Regions from separate parts of the Hordeum vulgare genome. Here regions 1 and 2 are each linked to region 3. A link is a contact called in public Hi-C data. All regions are on one chromosome and are shown on one strand. Each heading gives the region's core, a stretch centred on a gene start, on an enhancer-like site or on the middle of the called end of the contact. The rest is flanking DNA. Distances are from core to core; before and after follow the strand shown.

Region 1 (2,806 bases), core at 7-2,506, 400 kb before region 3:
TGCTTTGAGTTTGCGATGAAAACCTAATCGGTCAGGAAAAAAGGTATGCGTAAATGCAAAATACTGGAAAATGTCATGTAATAACAATGTAAGCATTTTACATCAGGTGCATGACAAGGCAAGCACAAAACTCATTATTTGGGTGAAAGATACTTAAAAAATAACCCACAATGTCAAATCATTTGGGTAAAAAATGATACAACAGAGCGGCAAGGTTAATGCAGCTCCCAGCTAGAATTGGATGAGTAAAATTTAATCAATCAACCAAAAGGTCCAGAATACCATAATTTGAAACATTAGCAGTCTTCCACCTAATCAGCATCACAAGCAAACCACTAACTAAAAATCAAAGTCCTAGTACTATCACTCCAGACCAATAAGTCCTCAATCCCGTTAAGAAACTTAACCAAACAGGCTGAAATCATCCTATTGGTTTTGCAAAGTGAAACAAATGAGAAATCCTAGAACCGGACTCTTACCAATTACTCGCTACTCATTCACTCCAACATAATAATATATAAAAACGTCCATATAACCTGGAGACTGTTCCCTCGCTTAACTGGACATCGAAATCAAACGCTAAGCACCTTAAGATCACTCGCTATGCTCCTTATACCCGAAACGAACAGAGTGAACTTGATCATTCGCGGCCAGTTAGAACACTACTGTCCTAGGTTTCTACTTAGGCAGCGCCGACAGAATCCAGTCCACTCTGACACTGGAGACACGCTGAACAGCGGAATTCCACGAATCCCCTGGCTCAATAAACAATCGCTCCATTTACCAAAAACTGCTTCAGACTAGAAGCACCTCCCAAACCACCAAGACAAAGCGGGTAACAGGGGACAAACCCAAACGCCCGCAGGCTACAGCCGTCCCCGATGTTCGAACACTAGGCTCATCCAAAATCAGCCCTCCGGCGGACCAAACTTCCGCGGGACGCCGCCGTGCGGGCGGGCGCGGTGGGGGAGCGGGTGGGTAGGTGAGCGGTAACGTACGGACCTGTTGCGGCGGCGCGGCGCCGAGGAGGTGGTGGTGGGGCGGCGGCGGCATCGCGTACATGGACTGCAGCGCCGCCGCCTGCTGCATCATCGCCGCCGCCTGGGCCTGGTTCTGCTGCGGCAGCATCGCGCGGCCCCGCTGCCCAGTCGACGGTAGATTGGTGGGGTGGGGGAGGGGATGGAAGGGTCGAGAAGGTCGGGGTGGAAGAGAAAGAGAAAGAGGGATGAATGAAGGGAAAGGGTAGAGCCTGTTTGTTTTGCCTCGTGTCTTGGGTCGGGTCTGTCCCTGAATACGTGGGCCTGGAATCTCGCTCGCTAGTTTTCGGTTTTGGGTCTCCTCCCGGCGACCCACCGGCGACCCCTGTATTATCCAGTGTTAATCCTGCCTAAAAAAAACAGTGTTAACAACGCGGTCCTTTTATATACCCGTCGGTCCTAAAATGTAAGACTTTTTTACACTATGATAGACGTGGCTTTATAAAAAGGAAAAAGCTAACGCTCTACCGGCTGATCGCGCGGAGAGCTCCGCCACCCACACAGCCGTTGAATCGCTTGATCCATGCTTGATCAGGCACGTTCTTTTGCATAGTTTGTTATTTCTCTTGTTGTTTCTGCAACACGGCCACTGTTGCAGAAAGAGAAAGGAATTATTTTTTGCAACGAAGCGATTGTTTCAGAAACTCAAGCGTTGTTTCAGAAATTACTAAGTGCCCAGTCGAAATTCGTGCATAGAAAAAAAACTGCAACAAAGTGATTGTTTCAGAAACTCGAGCGTTGTCTCAGAAATTACGGGTGATCAGCCGAAGCGCGCGCGAAGAAAAACAACCTGCAACAAAGCGATTGTTTCAGAAACTCGAGCGTCGTTTCAGGAATTACTGGATGCTCGGATGAAGCCCCGCGTGCAGATCGGCTGGATGGAGATAATCAAACGGCTGTAAAGGTGACGGATCATTGGAAATAATCCGTCGGTGGACGCGTAGCGTTGCCCTTGGGCAACGCTACGCGTCCACCGACGGATTATTTCCAATCCGATTCACACGTGGGGCTTTGGCCTAATTCCTGAAACAATGCTCGAGTTTCTGAAATAATCGATTTGTTGCAGGTTTTTTTTCTTCGCGCGCGCTTCGGCTGGGTATCCGGTAATTCCTGAAACAATGCTCGAGTTTCTGAAACAATCGCTTTGTTGCAGTTTTTTTTTCTTCGCGCGCGCTTCGGTTGGGCACCCGGTAATTCCTGAAACAACACTCGAGTTTCTGAAATAATCGTTTTGTTACAGTTTTTTCTTCGCGCGCGCTTCGGCTCGGCACCCAGTAATTCCTGAAACAACGCTCGAGTTTTTGAAACAATCGCTTTGTTGCAGTTTTTTTCTTTGCGCATGTTTCGGCGTTTTCTTCGTTTTTGTTTTGCAACGTGTGTATTGTTGCGGAGGAAAATTTTGCGACACATGTAAAGTTACATGAAAAAAACACGCGTCGTACAGAGGAGCCGGCGGATCGCTCGCGTGCGATCCGTCGGCTGAACGTAAACTTTTCCCTTATAAAAAAGGACCGCGTTGGCCAACAAATCTTTCTAAAAGTTTCGCCGCCTCCGTATACATTCAGCGTCATCCTACGGTCCAATCCCGCCCACACCATTGCAATAAAGGTAGTGTTGCAGAACTTTGCAACAAAGCTCGTGTTGCGGAAACATTTGCAACATAGCCCGTGTTGCAAAAACATTTACAACATAGCCCGTGTTACAAAAACATTTGCAGAATTGTTTTTTAACACAGATATGTTGCAGATTTTTTTTCTTTATTTTACATA
Region 2 (2,793 bases), core at 59-2,558, 480 kb after region 3:
CGACGAGTTAAGAAACAACAATCTTTCTCACAAGCTTGAGTAATGCGAACAAAAGGAGATCTACACATTCGGTAATGCCTACAGAAGAGGTGAGCCGAATAGGTTGGTAACTCGACAAAGTAGTCTTTCATGAGAATATTGTGGCTGAGAGCTCAGTTGCCCAGAATGCAAAGACGGCTAACCTTCGATCCGTGGTGCTTTTTCTTCTTGTCGACTTCAAACTCTTAGGCAAGTTGCAACAAGAGGAGGTGCTCGACATCATCGTTAAAAAACATCTCCTCTATGTAGGAATCATCTGAATCCGACGACGAGGAATCCATCTATGAAAATAAATCTGGGACTTTGTCACAATCACCCCTTGGTCGGAAATTAAATCGAGAGGAAAGACCTATATATTAGCTTTGGTCGGAACCAAATCCGTCACCCCAAACTTCCGCACCCCGATCAAATAGAAATCTTTCGCCACCGCCCCTTACTTCCCCTTGGCCCCATGTCCGTGGCTTTGGCACGCCTGGATGACTGTGTAGCTCACTCACGGCTGGAGCAGTTGGATCCGCCCGTAACGAGCCACTCCACGAAGCTACCGGTCGGATCCATGGCGTCGGCTGCGGCCCGCTCGCGGGGAAAATTAGCCACCCAAGCACCAATCTTGGTGAAGAAGATGCGAGCGAGGACGACCGAAGCTCTTCATGGCGCATAGTGGCCAGGGGAAGCAAATATCATCGAAGGTTTACAACGGGGGCGGCAGCGGAATGGCGAGTGCGAGCAAAAAATTTCTCCCGCCACTCGAGAGAGGGAACCTTAAAGAGGAGGGGAAAACGATAGATTTAGCAGTTACGGGTCATAGTACATATTTTTTTTACGGGTCAGGTTGATATATGAATCTGATCGTAATTTGATTTCATCCAGATTCTATATATTGACGGTTATTTAGTGGGGCGAACGGATTAACGTATCCCCTAGAGTTGCTCTAACCTACTCCTTCCATACCACTTCTATAAGCTCACGAGTTCTGGATCAATATAATATATGACGTTTTAACAGTTCATGGTACAGAGTCGGTACTAAGTACTTCCTCCGTCTCAAAATAAGTGATTCAAAAGTGACTCAACTTTGTATTAAAGTTAGTGCAAAGTCGAGTTATTTTTAAATCACTTATTTTGGGATGGAGAGAGTAGTAGAGAGGAGAAGGATTTCAAAATCTCAACGAGGGTCCCTGCGACCAACCGTTACACCCGTCGTCCGGGTGCCCATAGCCACGGTCTCACGCACACCGCCCCACGCCCCACGCCCCTTGCCACGCTTAGCATATGCCGGTAAATATTCCAAGAACGTCGCCATCTTCTTCCTCTTCCTCTCCTCCAACCGCTTACCTCACTAACCACGTACGTACGGTGCCCGCGCCTATATTACCAGCACTCATCGCCGCTTCACCCCTCATTAATCCGCCAACACCACCGATTGCTCACCTTCATATCGCAGATTGTCGTTGCATTGCCCTCGAGGAGGCGAGATTAGTTGATTTCGGTTGGGGATTAGTTGAGCAGAAGGCAGTCGGCGGCCTCTGGATTGATTTGCACGCCATGAAATTCGGTAAGTGGCTCAAGCGGCAGATCGAGCAGAGCCTCCCGGCATGGAAGGACGAGTTCCTGAGCTACAACGAGCTCAAGCCCGTCATCGGCGCCGTCTCGCCGGCCGAGTTCGTCGCCCGCCTCGACGTTCAAATAGAGAAGATCAACGCCTTCTTCATCGAGCAGGAGGAGTTCTTCATCATCACCCACAGGGTACGTGTACGCGCTGATTGCTAGCCAGCCAGTCCCAATGGCTTCGCCTGCCCTGCGAATTTCTCTGACGGTCCGTGCGTTCTTGGTGGTGTGTGTGTATGTGCGAGCAGGAGCTGCAGGGGGCGATCAGGAGCGCGCTGGAGAGGAAGGTGGCGGTGCCGGCGGCTGCGCACGAGGCCGAGATCGCGGCGATCCGGAGGGAGATCGTCAACTTCCACGGCGAGATGGTGCTGCTGCTCAACTACAGCAGCGTCAACTACATCGGCCTGGCCAAGATCCTCAAGAAGTACGACAAGCGCACGGGCGCAGGGATCCGGCTCGCCGTGATCGAGACGGTGCTGGTGCAGCCCTTCTTCACGGTGGAGGCGGTGTCCCTGATGGTGAGGGAGTGCGAGGCCATGATGGAGGCAGTGTTCCCCACGGCGCCCGGCGAGGGGCAGGCGGCGGCGCGGCGGGACCGCGAGGCCCTGGTCGCAGCGGAGCAGAGGATCTTCCGCAACACCGTGTCGGCGCTCCTGGCCATGCAGGACGTGCGCAGCAGCAGCTCCACGCGCGGCCGCCACTCGCTGCCGCCGCTCAACCTGCCGGACTCGGACTGGCTCCGCTCCTTCTAGCCGCCGCCGTCGTCCCCCATTCCATTCCCCGTCCAATGACCCCCGCCGGCCTCTTCTTGGTGGCCTCACCAGCCACATCCACAGATATGTAATTGGCTATCTGTAGTTTCTAACTTCTTTTTTTGTTTCCCTTTCTTTTTACCACGCTGGTGTAAGATGGTAACAAGATGTGAGCATACAAATTCATACTACTGTGCATTATGTTATGCTCCTATATAAATCTTTGTCAGGACTCAGGACACTAACCGAGCGTCAAATCTAGTTGAGTTTGTGCTTAAATATGGTTGAGTGCGTCGTAGAAAATTAAATCTCATTCAAACTGCCATGATGCCGAAGAAAGGTCATGGTTCTAATTTACTAAGAAACAACAAAATTCATCTCTGGCTCCTGACGAA
Region 3 (2,778 bases), core at 99-2,598:
TTAGGCCCTTTGCCTTGTCGGCTGGGAAATCGTTGAACACGATCACCTTCCCACCATAGAAGATGGTGAGCTGGCTCTTGTCTTCCTCCCTGAAATTCATTTGCACGCAGCAATTAATAAGTATAGTTGCGGACTAACCTCGTTCTTTGGGAAACCATATTTTTGATTCGTTTAGAAACAAACTGGGCTCGATCAGCCGTGTTATATCGGCAAGTACACGGTTTAAGGTCGATTAGTGACACTTTCGAGCATGGGCAAACTTAGTAATATTAATAGCTCCGAGGATGTATGCTTGATTGCTCCATCCCAAGAAGAAATCATTTCAACCAGGGAGCAGTTGGTGGCAAATATAGAAATCGGTTATCGCAATCACTCTCAGCTAGATTTCAGGCCTTGCAGAATCCAGTACCGTTCAGATAAACTCGACATCTGACTTTCATGTGCATGGATTATGACTTGCGCTAATAGGCACAAGGCTAAAAATGGAGTAGAGGAAAGTGGCATGATCCAATACCTGGTAGCATCGGGGGCGGCGGCGTCGTGCAGGCCGGCGCTCTGCGGGAACAGCTCCATGGTCTCCTTCTTCCTGCCGGCCTCCTCGCCCTCCGCCCCGGGCAAAGGGCTCTTGGTGTCCGCCGCCCTCTGAGCCTCGGCCTCACCTGAAACCCAATCGAAGCCTCCACAGATCAGAGAGCTGGATTTCTTTCTCAATTCACTCCACCAGCTACCAAATTCCAGACCAAATCGACGCGAGGCGGACCTTCGTCCCGAAAATTCCGAAAACAAACCCAGATCTCGCGCGAAATCCCCATACAAGAGAACAGAAACATTTCTCCACGAATCGGAACGCAACCTCCCCAACCAACCAGTAAATAAATGAATGAAGTAGCGAACAGCAGCCCCGCTCACCCTTGTTGATTCCGAGGCCGAGCTCGGCCGCGGCGGCGCCGTTCTGGCGGACGTAGCGGCTGAGCAGGCTGCAGGCCATGGCGAAGCTGGTCGCCCTCTCCCCCTGCCTCGCGGAAGCCGCCGCCATCTCCGATCTCTCCCTCGGCTCCACCTCCGAACCTCCTCCCCTTCCTCCGAAGCTAGCCGCGGGGCGCAGACGGAATCGACGAAGCTCGCTCGTGGTTGCTAGTCTCGCGGCGGTGGTGGTCGTTGGCTCGGCTCGGCTTGCCTTCCTCGTGCTGCTGCCTGTCGTGCGTGCGTGCGGGATGGTGGTGTGTACGCGTCGTGCGCGTTGCGCGTTTATAAGGGAGGACGCGGTTTCTGCCTTGGCGAATTGAAATCTATTCCAGCCCCCCGCGGTGGAAAAGCCCGATTAATCTAGTGGGAGCGTGGGTGCCATTTCGATGGTTGGATTGGTTTTGTGCGTTTATATTAAAATTGAGCGGGGAGGGGACCGCGATGATTGCTGGAAATTTCGCACGTGGTTCGTGTGGTGTGGAGGTGGGGGGGCTTTCGGGGCCGGCACCTTTCGAAATTCTCTTTCCTTCTTTCTCTTTCTCTCTCTCTTCTTGCTTGCTTGCTTTGATGATATTTTCTCTAAGCGCGGGTGGGGCCGCCTTCCCCATGTGCGCGTGCTGTTGAGTGTTAACCGTGCGACTGCGATCGTGGGGCGTACTGTGGGAGTAGAACGCGAGCGGAGGGAGGCTGGGCTACGGGGGTGTTTGTTCAGATCCGGGTTTTGACCTCACACTGCTCTCTCACTGTTCCCTCGTGACTTCTTCTCACGTTTCTGCCGGTCTTTGCTCTCTTTTTGTGTGTGTGTGTGTGCGCGCGCGCGCGTGTGAAATTGGACTTTCATGGATTAACTAGGAGGATTAGAATTAGGGACGCATGGTTAGTTCAAACCAACAATTTTGACTGTGAAGCGGGACGATTTTGCGGGAACTCAAGGTCCGGACTCCGGACATAATGAATCCTTTATACGCCTGTTTAGCATTACTCTGTTTCATTAAAATCAGTTTCGTTTCATCAAATTCACTTTAAAGTAGTTTTATATAGAAGTTGCAATCATTTTAAGAAAATGTATGCTCTCATTTAGCTCCAGCTTTATGAATAAAAAATTTGATAGAATGGATCTATTTAATTGGATGAGAGGTAAGAAACAAAGAGGTATCCACTTACTCGTGGCAGTGATGGGTAATTTTCTTTCAACTCCAACTTCTATAATTTTATGAGCACCTTCTAGAGACCTTCACAAAAAACAAAGAGTTGGACCCAAGATTTTAGTTTTTTTGCGGAACGGTATATCGTGGAGTTACCCCGTTTGGCTTACGTTTTTTAAAGCGGAGCTGAATTTTCAGAAGCAGAGTAGTCCCAAACAGGCTCTAAGATTCATAATGCAAATTTAAAACCAGATTGCGCTACAAAGTTTCAACACAACTGGAGTTGAGGTAATATCACTGAAAGTCACATAACTTGCGCTCAGTGTTGAGTTTGATTCTAAAACTTGTAAAATACAGAATTGTAGTCACTTAAGTTGTTTCAGCATGAAAATTCGATGCTTTCGACCATATTCGGTCATATAGCATGCATGTGTGGTGTGCCAGCATGGTGTAGGCCCACCTGTCAGTGTCTGGAAGTATTTTTTTAAGGGATAACTCCCTTACTTTTCATTTATTCACATACAAATTAATTTAAAAATGAAAAAAAATCACACCATGTGATATTGAATCCGATGATCTGCTAGCTTGCACTAGACGCCTAACAAACACAACTACCACTTATATATCCTATAAATACGAGCCGTACAAATTATCTTAAATTTGAAAT

What was found. Hi-C and Micro-C count contacts between places; a contact is called where the count stands out from the background.
Region 1: a Hi-C map of seedling shows a contact between it and region 3, with 2.8 times the contacts expected there. The contact joins the promoter of LOC123425320 here to the promoter of LOC123425321 in region 3. A contact is called at or near these places in 1 of 6 Hi-C or Micro-C datasets (seedling) and 1 of 1 datasets of contacts at active chromatin or transcription factors (embryo).
Region 2: a contact with region 3 is called in a Hi-C map of leaf, with 4 times the contacts expected there. The contact joins the promoter of LOC123429696 here to the promoter of LOC123425321 in region 3. A contact is called at or near these places in 3 of 6 Hi-C or Micro-C datasets (leaf and seedling) and 1 of 1 datasets of contacts at active chromatin or transcription factors (embryo).

What each region holds. Positions count from the first base shown.
Region 1 is chr2H:100,294,754-100,297,559 of MorexV3_pseudomolecules_assembly, forward strand. LOC123425320 (oligouridylate-binding protein 1-like) reads right to left here and starts at 1,257. Exons shown (of 12, transcript XM_045109003.1): 1 at 1,003-1,257. The coding sequence starts at 1,128.
Region 2 is chr2H:101,173,683-101,176,475 of MorexV3_pseudomolecules_assembly, forward strand. It overlaps LOC123429696 (SPX domain-containing protein 6-like), which reads left to right and starts at 1,309. Exons shown (of 2, transcript XM_045113706.1): 1 at 1,309-1,784; 2 at 1,895-2,643. The coding sequence starts at 1,311. The coding sequence ends at 2,398.
Region 3 is chr2H:100,695,479-100,698,256 of MorexV3_pseudomolecules_assembly, forward strand. LOC123425321 (protein TIFY 10b-like) reads right to left here and starts at 1,349. Exons shown (of 5, transcript XM_045109004.1): 1 at 910-1,349; 2 at 515-659; 3 at 1-89. The coding sequence starts at 1,036.